Regions from separate parts of the Capsicum annuum genome. Here region 1 is linked to region 2. A link is a contact called in public Hi-C data. All regions are on one chromosome and are shown on one strand. The core of a region is the stretch at or near the end of the contact, and the rest is flanking DNA. Distances in the headings are between cores, read along the strand shown.

Evidence for each region. A called contact is a pair of places that touch in the nucleus more often than the background predicts.
Region 1: a contact with region 2 is called in a Hi-C map of placenta, with 3 times the contacts expected there. The contact joins the promoter of LOC107873137 here to the promoter of LOC107873135 in region 2. A contact is called at or near these places in 3 of 5 Hi-C or Micro-C datasets (leaf and placenta).

Annotation. Positions count from the first base shown.
Region 1 is chr6:158,430,468-158,435,940 of UCD10Xv1.1, forward strand. LOC107873137 (40S ribosomal protein S15-4) reads left to right here and starts at 2,164. Exons shown (of 4, transcript XM_016719876.2): 1 at 2,164-2,384; 2 at 2,478-2,626; 3 at 3,116-3,173. The coding sequence starts at 2,382.
Region 2 is chr6:158,199,398-158,204,801 of UCD10Xv1.1, forward strand. LOC107873135 (calmodulin calcium-dependent NAD kinase) reads left to right here and starts at 1,523. Exons shown (of 9, transcript XM_016719873.1): 1 at 1,523-1,614; 2 at 1,791-1,982; 3 at 2,379-2,602; 4 at 2,727-2,785. The coding sequence starts at 1,602.

The DNA.
Region 1 (5,473 bases), core at 914-3,413, 230 kb after region 2:
TGTATTTACGAATGCATATCATATTCATATTAAACAGTAACAAACATAACTATACTATATATCTTCATATGTATTTGCGAAATACAAAGGTGACTCATATAAAATAAGAATATACATATGGATCTGGTATGTATACTGTAAATACATATGCAGAGCTATATGTATTTTATACGGTGTTGAATTTATCTTTGAACCGTACATACTATGTCATTTTAAAGGATAACATATGTACTTATTTGATTTTTTTACTGTTTAAGATATGTATCATATATTTTTTTTATTACCTATATGTATATGTATATAATTGTCATTTTTATTATAGAGATTTAGTTTCATATATGTTTATATATACATGTGAGTCAAATATGTATTTCTATAAATACATATACAGATAATATGCATATTTTTTATCGTAAATACATATGCAGACCTGTATGTCTATTTATTTTGTATAATTTTTGAATATGTATGTATGATATAGACATTTATCTTTTAAAGATAAAAGATAGAGATGGAAGACTAAAAAAAAAAAAAAAAAAAAAATAGAAAAAGAAAAAGAAAAAAAATAAAAAAAAAGAAGTGAAAAAGGAAAAAAGAAGAAAGAGAAATAGAAACTAGAAATAGAAGTGTAAAAACAAAAGCGAAAAAAAGATGAAGAAAACGAAAAAAAAATGGGAAAAGAAAAAAAAGAAAAGAAAAAAGAAAAAAAGAAATAAATAAATAAAAAAAGAAAAAGGAATAAAAAAAAGAAGTAGAAGAGAGAAAATAAATTGGAAAGAAAAAAATGAAAAAGAAAAAGAGATCATAGAAATAATAATCTTCATATTTGGGTTTGATTTATGAGAATTTAATTAGATGAGATAATTATTCCTTATTTAACTCAACTAATTTGAGTAAAACAGGTGCAGTAAATCTTGTTGTATATGTATTTGTATAGCAACAGTTTACTTAAATATAAAATACAATTTGTTATTTTTCGTAATTATGAAACTGTTGCTATAAAAGTTTCAATAAAGACTCCATAGTTGCTATTTCTGCAATTTTCCCGCTCCAAAATCAAGTATTTGTGCACTCGGGCCAATCTTGAGTCCAATATTCTGGGCTGACTAATTTCAGGTTATACCCAAGGAGAAAGGACAAAAATAACACTTCATTCTAAAATAATTTCACCATAATAGCCACCCAAAACTAATTACCTATAATTAGCCACTAAAATAATTCCTACTTTTAGCCATTGCAGTACTACACAAATCCAGTGCATGGATATGTATTTTTCTCCAAAAAGGATGGATGTTATGCGTTGGAGACATAAGTTATGCTGTGAGACCCACCAAAAGGGATCCAGATTCAACAATGAATGATGATTCTACGAGTCTACACCTTTTGGATCTCTGACCCGTGTTCCCCGTCAAATCTATTCATGCTTCATGTTTCATAACTCTTGTTCTTCATGTTACTGCTTTTTAGCTAAGTTGCTCGGACTCTTCAAAAATATTACGCATCTGTGTCTGATTCTTCAAAAATATATTATTTGGGGAGAATTCGACATGCATATGTAGACATCATGAGATATGCATTAGATATATATTTGTTTTGTTTAGTTTTACTTATTTATACAATAAAATACAATATCATATACTTTTAATATAATAAAATTGTTAAAGATATATATTTATATATAATAACGATACAGTTTCTAATATATATATATATATATATATATATATATTCTATATAATAATTATAGCATTTTTATACACTTTCTATACAATTTTTAACTATAATTATTATTTAGATACATATTTTATACGACTCGATATAATTTCTACATGCATTCTAAAAATGTATCAATCTAGTATAAGAAAGTATCAATTGAGTATATGGACACTGCAAGTGTAATATAAAGGTGTATTAATATGATATAAAAGAATATCAATTGGGTATAGGGACTGCATGTGCTTGTATAGAATTTCCTTTCTCTTTGTTAAAAAGTGTATTAATATAGTATAAAGGTGTATCAATGTGATATAAAAGTGTATCAATTGAGTATAGAGATTGCATTGATCAATTGGATCAAATAACTAAAAAAGAGGAAATAGTTTAACCGACTAGACAACCTATGTCCACCTTTTCAAATGTGGCCATTTTTTTTAAAACGTGGACGGTCCATGTCCTTTACCCATGATTACACACTAGGTCAATCAAAAAGCCCTTCTAACCCCCCCCCCCCCCACCCCGGAAGCCCAAGCCCCCCAACCAAAATCTCTCATCCCTGTTAAGATAATTAGTCTCCTCTCCCTGACGGCCCAAAACCCTAGCCCCATTTCTGAGACTGAGAGAGTTTCCCAGACTGCTAGGTTGACGATTCCATCTCCACAATCATGGTAACTAACTCCTTTTCAAACATTCACATTTTCCTGCTTCAATTCAGATGCCTTTGCGTCTGTCTCCTGACTGTTGTTTGTTTGATTATACAGGCGGATGTTGAAACCGATGTGACAACAGCAGGACAGCCCAAAAAGAGGACGTTCAAGAAGTTTAGCTACAGAGGTGTCGATCTCGATGCTCTCCTCGACATGTCCACTGACGAACTCGTCAAGCTCTTCAATGCTCGTCCCCGCAGAAGGTGAATTTTTACTAACATTTTCATATTTACATGAATATTTAGTGTTACCCCAAACCTAGCTATTTGATTACAAAAATGATTTGTTGTATACATCATGTATTGTATTGTGTTGTGTTAATGAATACAATGTTTTAATTGTATATTTTTTCGTTGTCACATAATGGCACGATTTGAGCTACCATAAAAGGGTCGTATAAATGATAATATAAGATTATTAAATAATAAGATAAAGACAAATTGAGACCAAAAAAGAGGTAACAAGCCGATCATACCAAATAGTAGTTACATAAAATGAGACTTTTCATTGTTATGTACCCAAACAGGCTATTAAAGATAGAGGGAGTACAACTCTATTATTGATGTAGCTTTATGTTACTGTATAGTCAGATTATGTTTTGTTGATTTGTATTAACTTTCGTTCTGTAGTTTCCCCCAATGTGTGGGGATATTTTTTGATGCGTCTTGTTAAGCGGTTTTTATTTGTTGTAGGTTCCAGAGAGGTTTGAAGAGGAAGCCAATGGCCTTGATCAAGAAGCTGCGCAAGGCGGTAGGCATATTGTTGAAATTTACTTTAGTTATTGCAGTAATGTTTAGCTAAATAAGTGCCTACTTATTAGAATGATTTACATTTTAAATATCTATTAGGATGTTTTAGTTTGTTGAGATATTTTAGGTTTTTGAATTTTGAATTTATGCAATTTTTTTTTGTAAGTTGGCTATTGAAAGCCCTTCTATGTTTAATAAAATTATTGAGAGACACATTGTAGTCAACACTTTCAATGTAGCCCCATCTTTTAAAAAAATTAACAGTGGTATCATAGTCTCATTGATCTTACAGGATCTATGCGTTCATCTAAAGAACTACTTTCAAATCATTTTAACCCGTGAAGGATATTGTCAAACCATTTTATCCCGCCAGGGCTATTTTCAACCCTTTTTTAACACGTAAGAGCTATTTTCAACCCATTTTTAACCTGTGCTTATTTTCAAAGAGTTAGCGATTTTCTACCAACATCAATTTTGACCTACTTTTCAACCATAACAAGCAAGAGTCTCTCTTTCAATGCTCCAACAATTTTCACCTATCAATAATATCAAATTTGGTCTGTGAAAATGAAATCACATTTTTGAAAGCTAATTTTATGGGATTTTGTGATGGAAGAAAAATCCTTACACCAACTTTTTGCAAATCCTATATTTGTCTAGATTGAAACACTTTTAGAAGAGCTTCTCGACAAGGCAGTGTCATTCGCCTTTTTAAGCACAAAACTACAAGAAGAAAAAGAAAGAAGAAAAGAAAGATCAATATAAAAAATGTGCAAGTTAAAAAAAATCAAAAGAATTCAGCACTAGTGTAAAAATTTAGGATTTTTTTAAATTGCAATAACTAAAGCAAAGGAGTGTTGAAATTTTTCTTTAGTTATTGCAGTAATTTTTAGCCTAATAAGTTTCCCAGTTTTAGGATGATTTGAATTTTTAATTACTGTTAGGTTGTCTTAGTTTGTTGAGATATTTTAGGTTTTTTAATTTTGAATTTATGCAGATTTTTTTGTTGTAGGTTGGCCATTTAAAGCCCTTCCATGCTTGATGAATCATTGAGAGACATTTCAATCTCTCCATCTTCTTAAAAAAATCGACACACATAAACTATCAGTCCCTTTGAGTGGAACTTATTTTCATGTTACATTTAGTGACCAACTTTTACTTGTTTTATGATAGATTACTGCTTAAGTAGTTTCTCTATACCGTTCTTGGCGATGGGATATTTTGGAATGCTACATCATACAACTTGATAAAGCTTAAGATAGTCATTCAGCTGTACATAAATGTATCTAGCTTTCTTTTGAGGATCTGTGATAGCAAAGGCAATCCTTTGCATGGTTGCTTTGCATTGATAAGACAGATGGACTTCATGAGGAGAGGAGTACTTATAGTCCAAGTAATATTGGATGGATTATGCATAGTCTTCCATTTCTTTCAAGTGTTTTGATTTTTTTTCAGCCATCAGCCTAATCCACAATGTATGATCATCTTTGTGACAACCATATTTTGAAACCTTCTACTATTGAAGGTATAGGGTGGAGGAGGTAGTGGTGGACTAGTTGTACTTGTTGGAATGTAAAAAATTTCTTTTCTTCTGGCTGACATTTTGACTGATTTGGCACCTTTCCCACATAAATTGAAGGATAATTATTTAAATGAGTGTCATTACAAAGGGACTAAAGTTCAAGACAATCCAAATATATTTGATTCTGGCTGACGTTTCTTTTGCAGACTCTCTGGGTTTCCTTTATATTTAAGTGAACCTTAGTCCTTTTTTGGTACTTCCTCAGCTCTCTTGGTGCAAATCAGTGGAACTTTTACATATTTAGTAGAATCTCAAATATAGGCACATGATAACTGGGAAAAGATCCCAAAAAGAAATTGGCTGACTTGTAAAATGTCTTTAGTGTTACCTCCCGATGGTAGAGTCTGGAAAAACACTTGAACATATGCACGAAAAGTCTGTTTAGAACATATATTAGAAAAGACTTCTGCTTGGTTTTGTGATTTGAAACTCGATTTTACTTTGGTATGCACAGTTGATAGCTGTATCTAGATGATGCTTGGTTTTAGATAACAATTGTCCCATTTTGATGCAAAATCTGTACTTAATGGATTTTGGTCGAGTGAAAAATCATTTTTGTTTCCTGTTCTTGGTTGCATTACTCTGAGCTTCAGATGTGTCCAACAGAACCTTAATAAGTTGCTCCTTTCGGCTCACTCTGCCTTTCAAATTTTAATGGCGGAGGCTGAAATGTGTTCCAAAGGAGTGACTTGCGGATAGCATGACAAGGTTGTCAAGTA
Region 2 (5,404 bases), core at 273-2,772:
TTTTTAAAATAATTAATAATTTTTCTTAATAATTAATTTTTTTTAAAAAGTTATTTTTTAATAATTTATTTCATTTTTGTAAAAAATTTATAATTTCTTTTAAATAATCATTTTTTTATTTTTTAAATAATTTTAGAATTATTTTTTAATAATTTCGTCAATGCCATTTGTATATACTTTTTTTAAATGAATTATAATTAATTTTTAATAATTATTGGATCCACAATGACATGTGTCAGCTTCCAATTAGCTCATTTTGCCACATCATCGCGTGTGTGCAACACGCACTTTGAGCTTTTTGCTGATAGGGCAAAAAAGGCCCAATTGGAACAAAATGTGGGGGATTTAGGGGCCTGATAGGAACAGACCTTAGTTTAGGTGTCTAAGTGAATTTTGATAACAAGTTTGAGTGTTTATCGATGACTTTGGTCTTTAAAGTACTGAAATGGATTTTTTGTTTTATGACGTTCTGATTATTGTATCTTTACTTAGAGCTTCTAATTTTAATTGCATAAATAACACTTTAAACTGCTTTAAAGTGACACAGACTATAAGCTATGTGATGCTTAATTTCTTGAAAAAATTGACCACGATTTAATCAAGTTAATTACATATTCACAAACTAATTACGGATGTTAGTTTGGATCCTCATGTATGCACCATGGAAATCCGCATGATTATTCTCAAAATTTGCGGACGGCAAATTTGGTAAAACTTATATGCTGATTAACAATTATCTTTTTAAAATTGATTGATATATTTTGACTTGACATATAATTTATTTTTTAATTTCAATTTTATACATGACATATTTAATAATATAAGATTAAAGATCATTTTAACATTTGATATATTTTTTATTTAAACCACAAGATTCAAAAACCTTTTTAACTTTTCTTAACTCTGTGCCAAAGTAAAATAGCCCAAACAAATTAAGACGGAGGATATTACTCCCTCCGTTTATTTTTACTTGTCACATTTTGACTAGATAAATTTATTAAAAAAATAACAATTGACATGTCTATTTTATCAAAGTAGCCCGATTAATTAATGTTTAATATTAAATATTTAAAATAATTTAAAAATAAATAATTAATATTAAGTGTAAAATATAAAAAAGATTTTTTTTTTTATAACATATTAAAATTACAAGTAAAAATAAAAATTCATTTAGAAATAAGTGATTGTTGAATAAAAATAAAGGTAAGGAAGAGAGTATGATTTCACATGTTTTAAGTACTCTTTTTTTACTCAATTATTAATTTCTGGTAGTTGGAACAAGAAACTCACATCTTCTTTCAGGTCCCCGCACCCTCAGGATATATATATATATATATATTAAAAAAAAAATAAAGAAACGCTGCACCCAACTATAACTTATTTTATTCAATCATCATTCGAATTGATGAGTTGACTCTTTAAAAAGGAGTCCTCCTTTTAATCTATATTTTCTTATTACCCCATTAACTTATTATCATCATTATAAGATCCCAAAAAATTGAGACTCCAACTGAAAAAAAAGGCAGAAACCAAATAAAGAAAATTCAACTCCTAGTTGAAAGACTCTTTCTTCTGTAGTGTACAACAACAACAAATCAAACATGCTGCTGAAATGTAACCCACTACTAAGTTCCTTCCTCTCCCCAAATATTCTTTAGTTTGAATTTGACCTTTTCTATTCAATTCTTTTTGTCAAAATAGCGTCGCACTTATTGTTTCTTTGTTGAACTGTATGCATATATAATTATAAGCACACTTGCTATATAAACTTCCTTTTACTTTTCCTGCAGATACGCAAGTGCATATATTGGGTGCAAGTCTTATTGGAATAATCTCTGCTCTAGCGATGCATCATCTTCGCAAAAATAAATCTCCTAAAGTTGATAATCACATGATAATAATAAATCAACTGTCTCCTATTTTGGATGCAACTGAATCTGGCCGTGCTGGTGGTAGACTCGAAAGATTTTCCCATTATGTTGGTGAGTTATTTATAAAATTGCGTAATCATTTTGAATTATATTTACAGCTTATTTGACTAAGCTTCTTAAGGCTGAAAATGTTTTCTTTTAAATTATGAGCTTATTTTAGAGAGTTACAGGTGTTTGGTTAATCTTTTTGAAAGTAGTTTATCTATAGAAGTTGAAAAAAAAATAATTTTTTTTTCTTCAACCATTTTTAGAATCTTAGTCAAGCACGAATTGTTGTTCTAATATTGATAAAAGTGTTTTTCATATCGATTATTAAACATAAACTGTTACTTCTGAAGGGAAAAAACACTTTTCAAAATAAGCAAATATAGGAAGTTTGGTTAAACAAGCTTAAGATTAATTTGTAATTTTTGTTTTGTTAATTAATTGGAATATTACGTGGTGTAGCAAGGCAACTGGGGTTTAAGGATGAAAGTGAGTGTCCTGGATTATGTGAGCTAGTACAAGAATACTTGAAGAGATCCAAAGGGTGTGATGATGGCATCTTTGAATACTTTGCAAATGAAGAAGATGCTGAATCTTTATATGTCAAATTGGAGAATGAATTAGAGAGGTGCATTCTTGCGTACTTTGCTTTCCATTGGAGTAAAGCTTCTATATTGATTAGCCAGGTAGGCATCTATATAAGTTTATCATTGATTTTCATTTGAAATCAAGAAGCAAGAAAACCAAAAAAAGACTATTTTTTTATAAGCCACAAACTTATAAGTTAAATATAACTTTTTGTTGTTGAAGGTGTTGAGTGTTGATTCTGAGCAGAAAAGACTAAAGGATTTGGTGCTGGCAGCTACAAGGTGATTGGTTTCATTGCCTTTAATTAAAACTGTTTTCTCCTCTTGTAAATGTGGGGAGTGGGGACGACATGCAAACCTACTACATCTAGACAGTCACTCACATTTATGACGGAATGGTCCAAATTTTTTCGCTCTTGCTTGCAAGTTTCAGCCAAGAATAAAATAATTCGGCCAGTAAATTTTTAAATACAACAATTTGTTGATAACAAACTCATTATAATTTTATAATTGAAGTTTTAAAAAAAAAATAGAATGTAGATAGATCTTAATTTCACCTTGGATGAAATTTTATATAAAAAAAGTTAGTTGTCATTAATCATGTCATGTCATCTCAAAATAAGTGAATCATATCATTATATGACATTATTGCATATTGAAAGTTAAGTGTGGATATTCTATTACTATAACATAATACTATCTCTAATTTTGTACTTACATATTATTTAAACGAAATAGGATATGGATATAATTATAGTGATAGTGATGGATAAGAAGCTGTGGTTTCAATGACTGGCGTAAAAGGACTTATTTTAATGATCAACCAAATTGCAGTATAATTAGTATTTTCCGTCAATTTTTGCAAAGGATATTATTTGTCAATACTATTCACATGGTGGTAGTTTGAAATTGAGGACCAAAAATTCTGTTTCACCTTATCTAGATGATCTCTTTGACTTTTACTAGTTGTATCCACAAAAGATATTGTAAAATCAAATTTCTATTTTATTTTGTGAGGTCAGCTTTGAGGGATGCTGGGAAGCTACAACAACAATAAATTCAGTGTATTCTCACAGCGTGGAATTTGGGGAGGGTAAGATATACGCAGTTCATATTGCTACCTCCGAAGAGGTAGAGAGGCTATTTCCAATAGACTCCCGGCTCAAGATAAAGGATAGTAAACAAGGTGATGGATGGGTAGTACCATACACTCACATACCAAAGACACCTATATACACTGTCTTATGATTACTATCCCGGCTACACAAGAACTCTCCTGACTGCTTGCTACAATCCACACACTAACACTAGTCTTTTACGCTTATCCTCGACCTCCACACCTTCCTATCTAGGATCATGTCCTCAGTAAGCTGAAGCTGCTCTATGTCATGTCTAATCACCTCCCTTCAGTATTTCTTCAGTCTACCTCTACTCCTCCTAAAGCCATCCAACGCTAATCTCTCACACCTACGAACCGGAACATCCACGCCCCCATGATGGGAGGCTAGAGATTCGGAAAAAAATCACAAATCAACACTTTCAATCTTAATAATTATAGCAGTTATTGTTTTGGAGTGCTATGAAGTTTCACTTACAAAAATTAAAATTTGAATATAATGATTATTTTTCAATTGTAAGACTGAAAAGTTTACTACTACCTGGCTAGATATTAGCATAGATAGGTCTAGATGTGTGGAAGAATCCAATTTTAAAAGTACAAGTCTGAAACAAATCAATTGAACCCCATTGTAACTTGAAATTTTTGCTATTTTCAAGCATGTGGGAAGTACAACTAGACAAAGATTTTAAATCTTTATTTGTGGAGGCAGCTGTTGGTAGGTGCGTACATCAGTCGGTTCGATTTTACATATTATCGATTTGATTTATTAATTTTTTATTTTTAAATATGCTAAATCAATAGTCAAATCAATAAGATATTTTTTATCGATTTTCGGTCTATGGATTTTTAGTCCTTAATGATTCAATTTTCGATTTAACCGATAAGAAAATACTCATAAAATAGAAATTGTAGTAATTAATTTGAAAAAAAAATCAAATCTTAGTTGCAACCAAAAATCCTACATAATGTATTTTAATTTACAGGAATCTTCAAGTTTGAACTAAATATTGTTAGGAGAAATTAAGAGTTTGTATAATTGAAACAATAATTTTGTTAATTTGTAGAAATTAAAGAGAAGTTGAGAATATATATATATATATATATATATATATATATATATATTCTTATTGGGTTATCAGTTTACCCAATAAGAAAATATCAAACCGAATCCATAACCCAATAAATTTTTTTAATAAAACCATTAAAAAATCATTAACCCAATAACAATAAACCAATAATATTTTTATTGATTCGATTTATCGGTCGGTTCGATTTTTGCACACCCTAACTGCCGGTCCCCTTCATGAAAATGAACTTTTAGAAAAAATATCTAAAAGGACCTCTTTGCAAAAAAGTCACTGTTGATCCTCTTGGCAATTGATTTTTCATGACATACAATAGTAAAAATAGTTGAACCATTTTAAATATATACTTACCTTCCTTCATAAATGGGCATACCTTTCTATAAAAATAATCATTTTATTATAACGATTAATTTTTTTTTTAAAATCAATTTTTAATGTTATGCCGTTAATACATGTCTTTTTTTTTTTTTTTTTGAGAAGTAATTTTTTTATTCACAAATCAAGCGAAACGTTTTGTACAACAGCCTTAAAACAAGATTGGTAAACCTCTCAACTAAACTCCTATCCTACTGCTCAGACAATCAACAATTAAGCACTTCTAAGGTATGCTTCAGGATCCTTCATACATATCTATCTAGATACTGCAATTTTCCTACAAGTTGCCTATTTCTGCCGCTTCTACAAAACACCTGAATA